Regions from separate parts of the Hordeum vulgare genome. Here region 2 is linked to region 1. Evidence: chromatin contacts called from public Hi-C data. All regions are on one chromosome and are shown on one strand. Each heading gives the region's core, a stretch centred on a gene start, on an enhancer-like site or on the middle of the called end of the contact. The rest is flanking DNA. Distances are from core to core; before and after follow the strand shown. Region 1 holds the start of LOC123432846 (probable prolyl 4-hydroxylase 3). Region 2 holds the start of LOC123432863 (bifunctional epoxide hydrolase 2-like).

Region 1 (4,715 bases), core at 1,053-3,552:
AAACTTGAACATAGTGCCATAAGGTTGTAAGCTAATACTCCTAGTGGAACCCTTGCTGCCAATTGGTATAGGCTTGATAATTCTTGCTGAACATAACTGTGAAAACACCAGATCACCGAAACGCAATGCAGTTGCACTCCATAATGTACTACTCCCTCCGTCTCATAATATAAGACGTTATTACATCCAATATGTGAGTATATTGGATGTAATAATGTCTTATATTATCGGACAGAGGGAATAATACATTACTTTGCATGGTTACTTAACGCTCCATGAACTATTCAAACTAAGTCGCAAGCAAGTGCACTTTTGGTAAATCAATGACACACAGTATTGCATGGTAATCAAAACTTTGAAATTATACCATGACGAAGACTAATGCATCGGCGTAAAACTGAAGTTCACAAACTTACAGTTCAGATTTGGAGGAGCAACTATAGTTATAACTTTGAGTTAAACAAAATGACACTTTCCGATAATTTGAGGTGGTGTTCAATTTATTTATGCTGAATTAAAGCTGAAAGGTTCTTCCAATGAACAATACAGTGTATTTAAAATATATTCAGACCTTAAGTTCTGTGGTAATCTTTTCCCTAGGCATACTAGCAAAAACATAGAAAGGTAAACAAACTTTCAAGTATCCATGGTATTGGTACGTACGCCATACCTACAGGTATGAAGGTGAAATCTGATATTCTTTTCTCAATGGTGCGAACAATTTTGTCTTGCCCTCTTCTAAGAAATGTTCCTGAACTCGTTCGCACCCTGAATACATTTAATTAAGCGTAAGTGGGCATCAGGTTCCGTAACAGTTCCAAAAGAAAGAAGAATTTGCAGTGTCCAAACCTGCTATCTTTACTCCCTCCAGTTGCAGAATCAACCACTGTCGATTTCTTCATGTGAGGCTTTGCCAATGAAATCAAATATTCACATTCTTCCTTGGACTGAGAGCAGCAGTAAAGTCAGTCATACCCAGATCGCTATTTGAAGCGAACTAACCAGTTATAATAAATACAACAAACACACATGACATTTCTTCATCTCCTATTATGCAATGTCATCAGAAGTAAACACCTTCCAAAGGCATTTTGGATACTAATAATCACAATGCCAAGTTTCTAATGCCAGTGTTAATATTTATCATCTACTTCTTTGTCCCAAGCACATGTGCCTGAACTTCCGAGTTTGAGCCCCTGACTTGAAGGTCAAGCAGATTCGAAGCACAAATTATGTGTGACTATATATATGAGGATTCCTAGATGGACAACACACATGTAGAACTCAGCAAGAGCCATGTCCGGACACCCAGCATGTACAATAGCCCTCCCACGGCAAAATGCCAGCAGCGATCCAGCTCACGCCTGGTTCCTTAGTGCACAATTTTCTGTACCAAATTCACATCATAACTAAACTTCATTCGGCATTCTTGCGACTGAAGTACAAGCATTTCGGATTTTACTTCACGAATCTAATCTGGTACGGCTGGGCCAATGTGTACAACGAGCTCTTAAACTGGATTTCAACAATCGTCTAAAATCACCAACAAAGATCTCAAGATCTCCCAACGCGCATCCTAGAACCGATAACAAAGCACGTAAAGAATAAAGAGGCAGCCGTCCCGGCCCAAACCAAAACACAGAATGGGGGCAAGGCAAGAGACTCACGAGGAAGTTGTGGTAGATGAACGCCCGTGGCTCCCAGGACAGGACCTCCGTCCAGGGCTCCCCTTTCTCCCCGCCCTTCTCCAGCCTCCTGCACAACGACAACGGAGAAGAAGAAGCACCGCGTCAATCTCGCGCAAAAAAAGGGAGGGCAACGAACGCGGCGGATCACGGAGGCCGTGGGCGTCGGAGGAAGAACGGGGACGCACGACTCGAACGCGGATCTGCGGAAGCGCGGGCGCGGGAGCGAGAGGACCGCGCCGCGGCCGGAGCCGGCCGGCAGCGAGAGCGCGCCGAGCGCCAGGAGGAGCAGCAGCGCCACCGACGCGAGCAGCAGCGCGGCCAGGATCGCCTTGGACGGCTTCCCGCGCCTCCCGCCCCCGGCGCCGCCTCCCAGCAGCGGCCTCCCGCCCCGCCCCGCCGTCCTGCTCGCCATCGCGCCCGCCCGGGATGGGATGCGGCCTGGCCTCGGGTCTCGCGGCGCCGGCCCCGGTGGGTTTAGCGCCTCCTCCTCCTCCTCTTCGTCGTCGTCCTCCTCTGTCTCTCCTTCTCTCTCGCGCTGTGACCCGAGTCGTCGGTCTGTTTCGGGCTCGATGAGATATGCTGCCGCTGCCGCTGCCGCTGCTGATGCATTTGTTCGGCTCGACGAGGTATGATGCTAGCTGTACCGTGAAACTGCTGCGCGTGCCGTGGGTCCCGTAGATGACGTGTCGGCATTGCGAGAAAGTGGGCCCCACTGCGGACAAAGTCCACCGGCCACGCGCAAAAGAGTGGGCCGACAAGGTACAGACGCGCAGCCCAGCTACACAACCGCAATCCGAACCAACCTATGGGTAATAAATTGCCAGCAGACGGTGGTATTATCGGTCCGTCAGGTTTTAAATTTTGGTTTTCGAATTTATTTTAGAACTTTTTATGATGCATATTTAATGAAAAGAAACAGTTCCGTTTACAACGAGGTGTCTATGATGATTTCATAAATTTTAAAATGTTATACCAACTCAGTCTCTCGAAGGTGATCACAGGAATTAGATATGTGTGTATGTATTTATAGACACGAGTGTATGCACGTGTACATAAGCGTTTATGTTTGTATTATGTTAAAAAAAATCTACACGACTAAAATATGAATAATTTCTTATATCTATACTAAATATTCAACAATTAATATGAATGGAGGGGACGCAGACTTCAATAACTATGTAGGCTATACAAACTATTTTTAATCACTCAGAAGATAGACGGCAAGACAAGTAGAATCTGACCCATTTAGGTGCTAGACTCATCTGCATCCGTTTAGAAAAATAATTATAAAAGGAACTAAAAAATACATGATAGAAAATTTATTGCGCGAGGTCCAATCTAAGTTTCAGGTCATTTAAAAATCTGAGTAGCTCTTAGTAAAAAAGCAAATCAACTCAGAACAGTGTATGAACAATAAAATTTTATAGACCTTGAATTTATTTATTTTGCCGAGAGATGCTCATATGTCTGAGTGATTTAAAAAATAAAGCAAACTATCAAACTATCTAGCAAGTAAAAAAATGAAGCTCTTTGATTTTTTAATATTTATTTTGATTCATTCTATTTAGTATGGATGCAGATGAGCGTAGGCTGTGAAGTGGATTATCATTGAACGATGCACCTATATTTTCCGACAACCCGATTACATAACAGCCATGGAAGCAGATATGGGATCGGGAAAGGGGTAGCTCCGCTAAACCAGTTTGTACAGTTTATGAAATATAGAGGATATCTGAAACTGCAGCTAGGGCATCTATCTTCATAGCTGCCAGTGAAATCCTTATACGAAATCAATTTATTTTATTTAAGGTAGGTGTCAATGAAATGCCCATACAAAGTCAATTTATCCAATTAGAGCTATAAAATCTTAAAAAGGGTATGTAAATATAAACAATGTCTGTTTTTCTTTAGGGGGGTTTTACCCCTCAAAAGAAAAGATTGACATTCTTTTATTCTGGGTAAGGTGATCAGATCACTTGCCCAGACATGTTCATACTTGCCATGGATGATCACAGTTTTATGGATGTATTTCGAGATTTAATAGATTTATTGTTTCATTGGTAAGTGATTTTTTCATCGATTACGAAGGTGTATGTAGTGACTTCATCAATTTTAAGATGATGTGTTGGCTTAATCTTTTAGATATGCTTATAGAAATAAAATATGTGTACATGCATTTATAGTGATGAGCGCATGCTCTTGTATATGAACGACTTCGTTTATACTGTGTTAAAAAAAGGCAAAATGTTTGTGATGATTGTACTGTATTTCACCCTAAAAAGAACTTTGAAGCCAGCGCAAAAAGAAAAGAACTTTGAAGAACGAAAGTTACCTGGCCTTGAAGAATTTGTCCATGGATAGACGGAGAAGAAAACAAAACAGCAGCACGGACGCGGACGGAAGCTACAAGTCGTATGCAAAACAAGTGCATCTGCGGAGGCCAGGACTAATCTGTATTTTGTATATAGAGCTAGCTAGACTAGAGTCTCCCTCGACGTGAAATACGCAGCAATGCCTGATTACAACTGCTTTCTTTTCGAGTAACGATTACAACTACTATCAGACGCAAGTCGGCACCAGATGCCAATCCGCAAACCACCTCCTCGATTTTTTTTTCCTTCCGTAGCCAGCGCTCACACGGAGCTACTTCGGCCACGGCCCATAAGCGCGAGGTCCTATGCACCAGCAGAGCTTATAAAAAGGGACTGCTAGACATCCATTGATACATTTGTGGTAACCATCCATCACCCTTTTAGCCATCTGATGCATACGCGTGCACCGTCCGATCACCAGCTCGGTCGCCTCCGTCCACCACACAAAATCCTGAAACAACGCTCCAGTTGCGGAAACAAGCACGTTGCTACGTCGTCCGACTGGCGGGTTAAAATATGACTGACGGGTCTTTTGCAACATAGATTATGTTGCAATTTTTTTTTAACAAAAGAGCATGTTGCGAAAACGTCCGTATATTTTTTTGCAATAGAATTTGTTATAAAATATTTTCTGCAATAAGGATCGTGTTGCAGA
Region 2 (4,298 bases), core at 1,546-4,045, 230 kb before region 1:
CTCTAGTGAAAGGTCGCATATGCCGACATGAATGAGGCACCCATTATCTAGAGTGGCATTGACCGCTTCGGGCGAAAAAGGACGCATGCAAGGGAGAGAGTTTTGGGTTGTCGGACGCATGCGTGATAGCGGTTCGGACGCCCATAAAAAAAGAACGTTCAGATCAGTCGACGACATATGTAAGACTATGCTGAATGACAAAACACTTTCGAACCATGTTGTCTAGACGGATGCGTGGGTTTGGGATCCGCGTTGAAAATGCTATTTGTATAACGCAAACAGCTGAACACATGTTTTTTGTATTTTTATCTGATCGTTTGTACTGTCAACTGACTAAAAAATGATAGTATTTGTATTTCCTAATGACTGAAAACGAGCTAAAAAACTGGTGTTTGTTTCCGTTGCTGTGCTTAATGGACCAAGTGTGAGATGTTTCTACTTTGGATGGCTCCTGTTCGTTGGGTGGCGTTTGAGTGGCTGATGCATAGCCGCAAGTTGCAGCGTGACTTGCTATATGGACAAGTCACCTGATCTCTGTCCGAAACACCAAGGCTGTCCAATCACCCGATATCAGTTGACGTGACAACTGACAAGGGTCGTGTAAGATCCCACAAAACTTACCATGCCTGTAAGATTCTGCAGAACTGCCATGTGAAATTCTCCAACCAAAATGGCTAACAAATCCATTGAGGTAAGCTAGATACCATGTAAGATCTCGCAGAACCTGCTATGCGGAGGTAAACAATGTGAGGTGACGTTGAAACCACCGAAGAGGTGATTAAGAACATGCGCCGGAAAGTCATATTTAGCAGATTCTGTTATGGCAACAAAGTCCAACCCACAATCACACACACAATCATCAATGTGTTGGTGTTTAAACAAGTCATGAAGACCTCCAACTACTTGGTTCACCAAATGAGAGAGAAGTTGACCGTCATACATGGATTCAACTACCCCCTCCTCGATCCCAAGGTTCTCGGGAGGGCTCCAGCATTTGGGACAAACCTTCAAACGACCAAATGCCACATGCTTGAGACCCATCACCGACATCCCGACCTCCTCATACTGGTATGTGCCCGCTGTGCGATGTTCCGGACACCGGGACCTACATCCTGTTTTCCTGCATCGCTGCACGGCGCAAGCCTTTTTCATGGTTGATATCTCCATAATATTACATTTTGAGTTAATGAAAAGAGTACAGTTTTATAGAAATATAATGTTTCTTATTCTTAACCGATGAGCTACCAGATTCAAAAACTGAAAAACCACACGGACATGATTACATTACAGTTGCACTATCCATTCTCAGCGACAAAGAAAAATTCAGAGCGGCATGGTTCAAGCAGAGCAATGGTGCCGGAAGCTTTATTCATTGGGAACCCCGAGCTCACTCTCGTCCGTCCATGGACTATCGATCAGGGATGGTCCTTGAGGAAGCCGAGGAGGAGGTCATTGACCTGGTCCGGGAACTGCTCCTGCACGAAATGGCTTCCTTCAGGGATGTAGGTGATCTTGAGGTCCGGCGCGAAGGTGTTCATGACGCCGCTCCTCATGGCGGTCTCGAAGCCAGGGAACTTGAAGCAGTAGTCCTTCTCTCCCATCACCATGAATACCGGCACCTGGAACTTGGGGTCCACGTGCTTCGTCATCCTGTGCAGAGCCCTGCGATCATGGCAGCAGTCAATAAGCTCGTCAATCAGTGGCCATCAGGCCATGGCCCATGGCTGAGGGCGCAGAGAACCTTCGGCTTCGGTTAACCTACCTGTATGGTATCTCGAGAGGGTAGCGGAAGCCGGACTTCTCGTAGAGCGCGGCGTAGGCGTCGAGGTCCTCCTCGGTGAACCACGGCGGCAGGGGCGTGGAGAGGTCGGCGAGGTCCATGATCTCCTGCCCTTCCTCGGCGACCGGGACGTCGCTGCGGGAGAAGAGGATGTAGATGGTGCGCACCACGCGCCGGACGTCGTGCCGGCCGAAGTCGGCCTCCGGCCTGTCGGGCTCGCGCCACCGCAGGATGTAGAAGCCCTCCGGCATGGTGTCGAAGTTGAAGGGCCCCGGGCTGAAGGGGATGCCCAGGCACATGACGCCGCGGGTGCGGTCCGGGTGCCGCAGCGCGAAGTCGTACGCCGGCATCGCGCCGTAGTCCTTGCCCACCAGGAACACCTGGAGGAGCGCAAGGCGGTCATCTCACTGGAGCGAGCATGGGGTTTCTCAGCTGTTCACCGGAGAGGATGGGGCGCGCTTACGTACCTTCTGGATGGAGAGGGCGTCGATGATGGCGAGCACGTCGGCGACGAGGTCCTCCCAGGTGGCCTCCACGTCCTCCGGCGGCTGGTCGGAGAGCCCGTAGCCGCGGCTGTCGGGCGCGATGGCGCGGTACCCGGCGGCGGCCACGGCCAGCATCTGGTGGCGCCACGTGTACCATATCTCCGGGAAGCCGTGCAAGAACACCACCGTCCCAAGCTCATCTGCAAGCAGCACAAATAACAGAACCACAGATCACACACAACATGACAAAGAACCATCGCTCCATCAAGCTCGAGCTCCACTACTCACGATGCCCATGGCGAAAAGAACAGGGGAAACTAGCCCTCACCTTTGCCTACTTGAGCAAGATGGAGGTTGAGCCCACGGACGAGGAGGTGGCTGTGCTCTATCTGGTGCGCCATTGCTGCTTACTTCCGGTGCTCCTAGTGCGTGGCGCTTCACTTTATATAGCATTTCCGGGAGGAGACATTGATTTCTAAAATGGAAGGATGAGAATATTTTTGGTAGTGGGAATGATTCGAGATGGCTCCCCACTCTCTTTGACCCTGCCGTTTTGGCTTCATGCGCTCTTGGTGTTTCCTGCAGGCCGAGCTATAGACAAACGCCGCGCACCTTGGAATCCAAGAAATAGCTCAGCGCAGATACTCTGAAATCCTGCGAAGAAAAAATTCCGTGGATGAGAATCAGCACTGCACCAGGGCCTTGCAAGGCCATTTCGGGCTTGGAATCTGTTCACAGCATCTGCTCAGATCTGTTTTATTTGACCTCTGAACTCACCCGGAATAGTAGTCAGTTGTAACTTCGTGGCTCCTGCAACCCAGTGCAAGGTCTAAACCACGCGACTTTTTCACTGTTTTGATCCTTCCAATAAAAATTAGCATAAAATAAACTTGTTTGAAAACTATTTCACGATTTAACCCTTTTAATAACGTCATAAGCCGTGACGTTTCATTTTTATTTAGAAAGGCCAACTCGTACTGCATTGCTCCCCTACATAAATAAGTGTTAAATGTGAACAACCTTTTTGCAACATCATTAGCAGTGGTGTTTCACTTTTGCCCTTTGGCGTTTCTAGCAACGCAGTACAGGTCGACGTTTTTATCCTGTCGCGTACCATCTCGACCAAGCCAGCAATGCAGTACAAGTTGGCGTTTCTAAATGAAGATAAAACGCCACGGTTTATGACGTTATCAAAAGGGTTAGATGGTGAAATTGTTTTCAAACGAGTTCATTTCGTACTAAGATTTGTTGTAAAGGTCAAAACAATGAAACAGACATGAACCACGACAGGCTTTAGTTATGGCCTTACCACGTGCCACGCCGGCCTCGTGATGCTAATTTTCTTTGCGACCATCAGCTGTTTATCTGTCTGCCAGCTGGTTTTAGATTCCAAATGACTCATCGGTTAGCATGCTAGCGATGCTACTGTTGCGTTTTCTTTTATTTTGAAAGATCTAGTGTCGTGTTTGGACGGACGAACATCATGAATGTTGTGGCGGACCTAGAGCAGGGGCGACCGCTTCTATCTTTTTTCTTTTATTAAATGAGAAGCGCCAAATTTTCTTTCAGATCAAGTGCAGAGCACACCATGAATTACTACATTGTATCCTTCATAAGAGGAGCTGAAAGTACCCCCACTAGAAGAACTCAGAGCCGGATGAGCAAAGTTATGGGCTTATTCAAACTCCTAAAAATATGGAAGATGGGAGAGTTCATGTGGGGAACAACACAAGGAAAATTCGTCATTGACGGCTTGATTTCCCATCTCCAATCCTGTTAGGGATATATCCCCCGTGTTAACCCGTCATGGGGATAACCCGCTTGAGCCATAACTTGGCCAAGAGGCCCTAGACGCGAAGGCCAAAGGGGCGACTCACCACGAGGCCGGTTAACGGGTTAAGGCCTATTACACGGCAGGCCAGCTCAAGAAGAGAAACCTGAAGAGTCTCCCTCGCCCAAGTTAGTAGGAAGTAGAGTAAGATACGGGTTGTAATGCGATCCGAAATCTATTGTAATACGAGAGCCTTTGTGCA

Evidence for each region. Hi-C and Micro-C count contacts between places; a contact is called where the count stands out from the background.
Region 2: a Hi-C map of seedling shows a contact between it and region 1, with 2.8 times the contacts expected there. The contact joins the promoter of LOC123432863 here to the promoter of LOC123432846 in region 1. A contact is called at or near these places in 2 of 6 Hi-C or Micro-C datasets (leaf and seedling).

The regions. Positions count from the first base shown.
Region 1 is chr1H:308,678,930-308,683,644 of MorexV3_pseudomolecules_assembly, reverse strand. LOC123432846 (probable prolyl 4-hydroxylase 3) reads right to left here and starts at 2,302. Exons shown (of 8, transcript XM_045115419.1): 1 at 1,874-2,302; 2 at 1,668-1,755; 3 at 850-947; 4 at 671-768. The coding sequence starts at 2,100.
Region 2 is chr1H:308,908,065-308,912,362 of MorexV3_pseudomolecules_assembly, reverse strand. It overlaps LOC123432863 (bifunctional epoxide hydrolase 2-like), which reads right to left and starts at 2,795. Exons shown (of 4, transcript XM_045115420.1): 1 at 2,594-2,795; 2 at 2,248-2,465; 3 at 1,763-2,160; 4 at 1,155-1,662. The coding sequence starts at 2,666. The coding sequence ends at 1,416.